Regions from separate parts of the Mus musculus genome. Here region 1 is linked to region 2. Evidence: chromatin contacts called from public HiChIP or PLAC-seq data. All regions are on one chromosome and are shown on one strand. Each heading gives the region's core, a stretch centred on a gene start, on an enhancer-like site or on the middle of the called end of the contact. The rest is flanking DNA. Distances are from core to core; before and after follow the strand shown.

Evidence for each region. HiChIP or PLAC-seq counts read pairs in DNA pulled down with a chosen protein or histone mark.
Region 1: an H3K4me3 HiChIP or PLAC-seq map of bone marrow-derived macrophages shows a contact between it and region 2, with 3 times the contacts expected there. The contact joins two enhancer-like sites. A contact is called at or near these places in 4 of 39 promoter capture datasets (the C10 cell line, cranial neural crest and pre-B cells) and 1 of 115 datasets of contacts at active chromatin or transcription factors (bone marrow-derived macrophages).

The regions. Positions count from the first base shown.
Region 1 is chr9:75,399,197-75,404,085 of GRCm38.p6, forward strand. The region is part of intron 1 of Mapk6 (mitogen-activated protein kinase 6); the gene reads right to left. Among named protein-coding and RNA genes, the nearest start is that of Mapk6, 8.4 kb to the right of the region's middle. Within about 2 kb of position 3,170, at least 124 of the 459 cell types and tissues checked have an H3K27ac peak or open chromatin away from gene starts, as enhancers often do. A contact at or near this core is called in bone marrow-derived macrophages, where this site is marked.
Region 2 is chr9:74,933,221-74,937,450 of GRCm38.p6, forward strand. No RefSeq gene overlaps it. Among named protein-coding and RNA genes, the nearest start is that of Fam214a, 18 kb to the right of the region's middle. Within about 2 kb of position 2,256, at least 31 of the 459 cell types and tissues checked have an H3K27ac peak or open chromatin away from gene starts, as enhancers often do. A contact at or near this core is called in bone marrow-derived macrophages, where this site is marked.

The DNA.
Region 1 (4,889 bases), core at 1,920-4,419, 470 kb after region 2:
GTAGATCAGGAGGACCACTGGACCCTGTTTCAGGGATGTAAGTCAAAGAATGATACAGCGGGATGCCCAACACCGCCCCCTGGCCTCTGCATGAGTACAGGCATGTCTGTACAAAACAGGCATGCATGCAACCCACCCCCACTGCCACACACACACACAGACACATACCACAAAAATGTCAACCAGTATGGAAAAATCGCAATTTCTTTTTTTTTGTTTTGTTGTTTGAGACAGGATTTCTGTGTAGTTCTGCCTGTCCTGGAGCTTGCTCTGTAGACCAAGCTGGCCTTGAACTAACAGAGATCTGCATGCCTCTGCCTCCCAAGTGCTGGGATTAAAGGTGTATGCCACCAACATACAGGACAACTTAATATGTTTATAGAATTTTTTACAAGTAAAATTCATTTGAAAGGTTAAATGTTAATAGTGCTTTTCTTTGGAACATTGTGTTACTATTATCAACTAAGTACCAGTATCCAGTAAGCAAAGTCTAGCAGCACAAGATAAACTTGGGGAACACACTTCGAAGCTGGTCAAAAATGGGTAGCTCACTCGGGACACCACTGACTGTCAGGGAAAGCAACGTTTCTTAACATTTCCAACTGCAAACACTGGGGTTGTAGGACTCGGGGAGGCACATTTGTGCCTCTATGCCTGGCTTTTACATCAGTGCTGAGGACTGGACTCAGTTTCTCAGGCTCGCATAGCAAGCACTTTATTCTCAGTGATCTCCCTAGACCCTAAAAAACATATTTTAATAATCCATTAACATCAAGTTTGAGAAGGAATGAAAACAGGGAAAAAAAAACAGAATATTGATAACAGTATTGGTGGAAGTTTAAAATGATATAAAAGAAAGCAGGACATGATGGCTCACACTTGTAATCCTAACACTTGGGAGACAGAGGCAGGTGGATCTCTGAGTTCAAAACCAGTTTTCTTTAAATAGCAAGTTCAAGTCCAGTCAGGGATACAAAGTGAGAATTTGTCCCAGAAAATGGAAAATACATAAGAATAAAAGAACGTTAAAGCAACACAGTGTAAACACAAAGGAGAAGGAGTACAGACCAATGAGCGAGGACCATCCTTGGACCAACTATTTCTCTTTCAGGTAAGCCCCTAGAGAGACACTTTTTTTTTTTTTTTTTTGCTTTTTTTCAAGACAGGGTTTCTCTGTATAGCCCTGGCTGTCCTGGAACTCACTCTGTAGACCAGGCTGGCCTCGAACTCAGAAATCCACCTGTCTCTGCCTCCCAAGTGCTGGGATTAAAGGCATGCACCACCACGCCCGGCTGACACTTTCTTTTTATGTTGTTGGGTTTTTGGGGCTGGGGGTAATGCCCCCTACTGTATAGAAACTTAATTTTCTGTTCTAACTCTGGACTGGACGTGTATCAGGAAGGCTATAACAACAGTCTTAAAGGTACACGTGTACACACACACACACACACACACACACACTTGCAAGCACATTGCAGCTTCTTAGGGTTAAGTATCCACCTAGCCTGTTCAGAGTGACAGCCTCTGAAAGGCACTTGCTCACCTTGCTCTTCTCGGGAGACTAGTGAGCAGCCTGGGTTAACTGGAACTCAGCCAGCTGCCTTGGGAAGGGACGGGTTGAAATCTATTCTGTCTCCTAAGCCTGGCACAATGGTACTGTTATCAAATTCACCCTTGTCTGCGATCATGCCTTAACACTCTCCAGTTACTGAGCTCCCGGGCCATAGAAGGCCACAGCTTCGCTGCCTGCTTACAGGCACTCCTTGCTCCTCAGGTTGAGTAGCCTGAAGTCTTATCCCTTTCAGGATCTGGACCTCAAGGAGGCCAGTGATATAAACCAGTACTGGCGAATCATCTCAGGAAACTAGAGAGACAGCAAGGTCTAACAGGCTTGTTCCATGTAGTATCAGTAACTACTCAGCTCCCCTCTGTCCAGCATATATCTTCTCTACCTTCTTCCTGTCCACGACTTCATCAGTGACCAGGGAATACAAAGCTTATTATGAAGCTCAGCTTGCCTGGAACTCACTACAAGGACCAGGCTGGCTTTGAACTCACTGAGTGCTGGGATTAAAGCTCTGCACCACCACAAGACTTTGCTTCTAAAATGCCACACTGACATAAGATTAAAGAAATATAGGAACAAACGCAGGACCACAAGCATTTGAGCAATTCTTTAGATACCTTTGGATGTCTACAGATTCCCATCGGATTTGTGTGGCAATCAGGATAGGTCAGATAACCCCCAAAACTTGGCAACTTACTCTATGTCACTACGCCAGAAGCTCAATAGAGTTGTTTTCTAAGCTAGTGAAGACACCACCTTTAGTACTGACTCTCAGTGCACCAAGGGTCTCACAGGAGCATCTATACCTGTCATCCCCATATTGACCTATGACAGACCCAAGCAGGTCACACATCTATCTCAAAGACACAACGAAAGGAGTTGAAGAAGTGTTATCCCAGAGCACAGAGGATTAGACCTTAACCGTTCTAAGAGTCTAAGAGTCAGTTCTTGTAGCCATCCATCTCATTCTGTCAGACAGAGAACCCTGAAGGCTCACTGTGTGCCAGCCCTGACTCAGAGAACCCACGTCTGAGGGCTTCCCTCCTGCTCTCTCCCCTGCATCTGCCCTTTCTCCTCTTACAGCAGCAAGCACTCTCCTCTTCTCCAAGGTTATTCTGCAGATTCTTTACTCTCTCTCTCTCCCAGGACACCACCCCTCTTCCGCTACGGTGCCTGTGTGCTTTCAATGAAAAGGTTTGAGACTAAGCCGTTTACTAGCATTTTCTGACCATACATCCGGCAGTTACTAGGTGCCCTATAAACTAACTGTGCTGAATGAGTAAACAGCCTAGCCAGTGAGGAGATGAGCCATTTGGAGGAGCTAAGCCCTATTCTCAGATTTTCTAGAATCTAAGGACGAGCCTGGCCACCGGAGAGTGTCTGTGAAGATACATTTTCCAGGCATTCCCTCAGGAGCCTCACCCCACCGTAGACATGAAAACCTGTCAACAGGAAAATGCAACTGGTTTCAAGCCTGGGAGTGCAGAAGCCAAAGCTCTTGAGCTTTGTTACGCCCCCCTTTTCCTGTGTGGAGGTGGAGGGACAGACCGTGTCGGGGAAGTGTGCTCCACGGAACCACAGACGCAGCCTCTGTGAAAGCCGAGGGAGCCCAGGCAGCACAGAGCACGTGTCTGTCCGACCTCCACACACTGTAGTCCTCGCAGGGTCTAAGGCACCTAGGCCCTTCCCAAACCACAGGTGAAACCGATCACCACTGTCCTGGAGCTGAGCCTGCTCCTGGTACAGGACCTTAGAAAACTGTCCAGAAACAGTGGGCTGACTCCACCAGCAGTGCTCCCAGCCACTCAGGAGGCTGACACAGCATCAGTTCAAGACCAGTCTGGGCAACAAAACCTAGTCTTAAAAGGACTGACATACATGGTTCTGCAATCGAGCCCTTCCTATCCCAGCACCCAGGAGGTTCTAAAGTTGACTCCCATCCTTGACAATTCCAGGGGATCCAACACACTCTTCTGACCTCCAGTCACCAGGCACAAATATGGGGCACATACACTCATTCAGGCAAAACACCCATACTCATTAAAAAAAATTCTTAAAACATCTGTTTTCATTAAAATGTCAAGCCCTTCATCAGAGAAGATACTATACTGCTCTTGTGCCCGGCAATATAATTTTTCACCATCAGGATTAAGGAGAAATCAAACTTCTAAGGGGAGCTTCATGGCTGTATGTGAACACAGAGTGCACGTCCCTCTCTCCAGCCCCTTTCTTTCTATTGGTATTCAGTGAGCACAAAAGACTGGGGAAGTCAGGTATGGTACCCACTCACATCTAACCCCGGCACTTAGTGAGGCACAGAAAGGAGCGCTGCTGCAAGGCTGAGGCCACGCAGGCCCACATATGGAGAGCATCCCCAAAATAAAAGGGGCTTGAAAACCCACCATGTCCAAAGCGGCTGCCCTCTGAGACATGAAGCCAAGACAAGGATCCGCCTCCACAGGATTGGGCATCTGCAGAAGAACACGTTCAGAGTCTCCTAGAGCGGAGCCAAGGAAACATGGCGCTGCACTGGAAAGCAAGAGACTAGCAGCTCCTGCAGGCAGCAGAGCCAGGAGTTGGGCTGGAAGGGGAGAGCTCCAAGGTTCCGGGAACTAACCAGTCCTTAGAAATACCTCTCAGAATTCTTCCAAAATAGATTAAAAACAAAAACAAAGCCCAAAAGAATTCACACCAAACCGGTCTCTCTCACACACACACACACACACACACACACACACATCTCTCTCTCTCTCTCTCTCTCTCTCTCTCTCTCACACACACACACACACACACACACACACACCATAAAGAACAGCTCTTAAAGTCAGTCAGGAGAAAGAAACAAGTGTGTATCAGGGGAGGACTGAGAACTGATCATCACTAGCAGTGAAACAGAAGCCTGCAAGAAAGCCAGAAAAATGACGATGTCACCAGAGAAGAATGTGAGAAACACATTATAAATCGTATCATAGTTCACAGTATCCTCCATGATGTCTGCACTATACTTTCCACAGGGTGGCCATAAGCCATAGATGGAGATTCATTAACTGAACTATGACTGACTCCACTGAAGGACCCATTCATTCATTCATTGGATTTTATGGCACTAGGGATTGATCCAAGTAAGAGAAACAGAAGGAAATGTGTGTGCGTTGTTGAACAGGACTATGGGAAATTGACACTGCTTTCTAACAGCCATTAAAAAAAAATAACCAGGCATAAAGTAAGTTAGGGGGCAAAAAAACCTACCATCACTTCGGTTTGTACATAAAGGAGGGAAGAATTACCAAACTGAGACTTAGATATCTAATTTCAAATTTAG
Region 2 (4,230 bases), core at 1,006-3,505:
AGTTCTGATTTTTTTTACACCAAAAGATTGTTTTTATATAAACTAGTCCATATTTTAATTTTGTCAGTTGCCCAAATGATAGGCTTTTTCTCTCCCACTAATGTAGCTTTCAATGATATCTCTTTCCACCCTTAATTTGGAATATTTTCTGTTTCTTGTCACTCATGGCATTGATAGTTTTGAAGAATATGGACCAGTAATTTGACATGATTTTGAAGAGGGTTTTATGTCCTCAGAAGGTCCTGAGAAGCCACAGGGCACCTGTCAGCCCCTGTTGTGGGGGGTTGTCAGTTTTCTTCACCTGTCACTGTATCTGCAACTTGTTCCCCTGAAGCCATTAGGCAGTCTGTAGGGGCAGCAATGCTATGTAAATACCCCGTTCCCCTTTGGTTTAAAAGCTGCTCTCATAAAAACCAATCTCTCCCTGATGGTTGTAAAAATAGTAAACTTCCAATGGTGTGCTTAACATGCACACAGCCCCGGATTCAGCCCCCTCCCCCAGTACCTAATTATAGTGATGCAAATGATTGCAATAAACGCTCTTTAATTACCGTTAGCTGTGTTTAGAAACTAAAAGCATTTGGTGTAAAGTTTGCTAGATAACATTTCCTTGAGTGTGCTCTAGGTGAATATGAATAATACTCACCTTGGGTATAACTAATAGAACCAGTTCCAAGACCTGTTTGTTTTTGAAGGAGCCATGCATCCTGCTCAGCATCTGACTGAAAGCTACTGCCATGGTTTGGACATGAAGTATTCTACTAAAGTCTCATGTGTTAGAGGCTGGGCCTCCAAGTGGTTGGTGCTACTTTGAAAGTTTCTAGAAACTTTAGGAAGTGGGAGATAACTGAAGGAAATGGATCACTTGGAAGAGGTCCTCCAGAGTGTTCCCTCTCTCCATCCGCTTCATGCCTGCCATGTGCTCCTGCCTAGAGTGTGGAACCCAGCCACCATGCCCCGAACCCTCTGCAACTGTGAGACAAAGCGGATGTCTTCATCCTTAAGTTGTTCTCTCGGGTATTTTGGTCACAGTTATGGAAAAGTAATGAATACAGAAAAGTGGTAGGGTTGTTACAATGGTAGATCTGGTTTGTGGGGCTGTTGCTATGGTGCATCTGGTTTGTGGAGTATTTGGAGGAGTTTGGAAGTGTCTAGACACACCCTAGACTTTTGCAAGCTCAGCTGTATGGGTGATTCTGGCGGGAACTCAGAAGAGCAAACTGCCTGTGAGACTATAAAGAGTTGAAAACCCAGCCTCTAAGGCCTTTAGATAAGAATATGACTCTTATAAGTAATTGGACTGGCAGGAGCCATTAATTCTACCAGACAGAGAATTTGTTGACATCCTTTCCGTGACCTAAGACTTTGTGGAGAGTTTAGCTTTAAAATGGCAAACACATTAATTTAGCAGAGGAATGTTCAAAATTGTCTAGTATTCAGACCAGCTACCTTTAGCCAAATTCATAGTGAGACTGGTGGCAAAGGCAGAGAGAAAGACTTGAAACACTTGTAGTTTAATCAAAAGTACTTATATAAAATAGGGGCTAAAAACAGCGTGTTTTTCAAAATAATAAGGAAGTCAACTAAGTTTCATCAGAACAATGGGAAAGATGCTGGAGGAGACCTCAATAATTAATCAAATCATACCTATTCCAGGCTCAAGGATATTAAATTAATCTGGAAAACATTCAGTTAAGAAAAGAGAATACTTCAAGGGTACCCTATTCACAAAAGGCTACATATGAAGATGTTTCCCCTCAGCTGCTCAAGCATCCAGAAGTCACTAAAGCCATGGTCCAAATGGACCCTACTCAAGTTGGCATCATCTGAGAACAGAGAACGACCATTCTTGTTGGTCTTCTGCTGAGAGTTCATTTGTGAATCTAAACTGTAGGGCTAGGGTAAATCAACATTAGACTAATTTTCTAGCAAGCACAGAGCCATGGTCTGAACTTAAACACTAGAAAAAGATAGAGGAGTTGTGGAGGAAGGAGGAAGAAAGGAAGGAAAAGAAACGTAAGATCCTCTCTCTTCCTCGTGTCTTGTCGCCTGCCTGACAACAACGAGAATATGATTCTCTTCAGTCCCAAACACAAGCGTGAAGGCACAGACAGGCAGGAGGAAATAGAAGGTAGATAGTTTAACAAAAGGTACTGGTGGCTCACTTCAGGAGGCCACACTACCACAGTGCTTGGTGAGTGAGCCTTTGGGTTTAACCAGGCTCTTGTGCAGCTAGGAAATGCTTCCACTAATGATCAACATTCATACAGAGCTTCTATTCTCAAAATACTTCTGTTTTCACTTCCCTGTTTCACCCATCCAAGAATAGCTTTCTTATTCTTTCCACTAGGTCAAGTGGCAGTTTGTCTTGGACTTTTTCAAAACCATTCCCCTGAATTTGGCCACACACAAATCTCCAAAATCATGACCACTGCGGCTGATTTGTTTATTTAGTCTGTTGTTGCACGAGTAATAGCATCTAAATAGTAAAGTGATTACATGTCCAGCCCACAGTCTATATCTAGATAGCCACTATCTAGATAAACGACAGAGCATTTTCTGCATCCCTGAGGGCCCACTGTGTGCTTTTCCTTCTGTTTATCCCCTAGAACGGCTTCTATGAACATCTTTTAGACATGCTTTTGGTTAGCTTTTATATAAGAGGAGTTATAGACTCATATCTGGCAGGTCTCATCATCATCATCATCATCATCATCACCACCACCACCACCACCACCACCACCATTTCTAGTTGGCAGAGACAATAGAAAAATAAACTCTGCTATACCTTTTACAGATGTAAGTATCATGCACTTCTGCTCATCACCATCACTCTCCTTTGTCCCCTTCCTCTCTCCAAATAGTCTCTTGTCCTCTTTCTCATATACCCATATGTGCTACTAAATGTAGATTCCATATGTGGAAATATGTAATAGTTGTCTTTCCCTGTCCCAATTTGCTCCCTTCTCTCATCATTCTTCCTTGTTTAGCTGTCATTCACAGCCTCTGTAAGGTTTCCTCATCTTGCTGGGGCTGATCATTTCTTTCTGAGTTGTACATTTGTTTGTGCCATTAGGAGATTCAACCCAGTGTCCTGTGCACTCTGGGACAGTGCTAGGAGTGAGCTGAATCTCCAGCTCTTAGTGCATTGAGACTGGCTTACTACTTTGCTCAGGCTGACCTTGAACCCTTGATTCTCTTGCCTCGGCTTCGGGAGGGATAGAATTACCGATACACACCACTACTCTTAAGCCATTTTTTTTAATTAAGGTGTAATGTCCTACTCTGTACATGTATCATAGTTTATTTCCTTCCTGATGGAATTGATTATTTCATCTTTTGGATAAAGCTCTGGCCACAGTATTATACAAATGAGAGGACCTGTGTATTCAGTTCTCTTGAGTACAAGGAGTACAATTGCTAATTCAGGTCCAGTGGTGCAGGCCTGTAATTCCAGCTATCGAGGAGACTGGTACAGGAGGATCCCAAGTTCAAGGCTTGGCCGGGCTACAGAATTCAAGTCTGGGCTGAGCAACTCAGTGAAACTTTGTCTCAAACTAAAAAGAGAAATGAGGGCTGGCAATGTGGCTCCGTGTAGAGTGCTTACCCAGCAAGTCAGAGACTGTGGGTTTGATTTTCAGCATTGGATAGAATTACTGGATGATAAAAGAGAGGCAAGTTTAACTATAGTTGAAGCTAACAGGTAGGTTTCTAAAAACAGAGCATCCCTGCAGCAACAAATACAAATTCTACATCCTTGAGAATATTTGATATGTTAATATTTGCAATTTTAGCCTTTGAGGTTTCTTCAAGCTTCATTTATATTTTCTGAGTTATTTGCAAGCCTGGGTGCCCCCCCTACCTGTTTTACTTATTCTTTTCCCTTCTTGTCTTTTCATTTAACCACGTGAAAAAATTTGCTTCCAAGTTTCCAGTCAAGTCTTTTGCCCATTTTTTTTAAAAGCACTGGACATCCAGGGCTACCCACAGTAACAGAAACAGTTCTTTAAAATTAGTGGTTCTGAGACTTGGGTTATAGCTCAGTTGATGGAGTGTTTGTCTAGCATGCACAAAACTCTGGTTTGATTCTTAGCAATGTATAAACCAGATGTGGTAGTGCATACCTCTGATCCCAGCACTTGGGAGGTAAAGTCAAGAGAGATGGGAAACTGGAAATCATTTTTACTATGTAGTCAGTGGAAAGCCATCCTGGGCTTTGAGGCTGTTAAG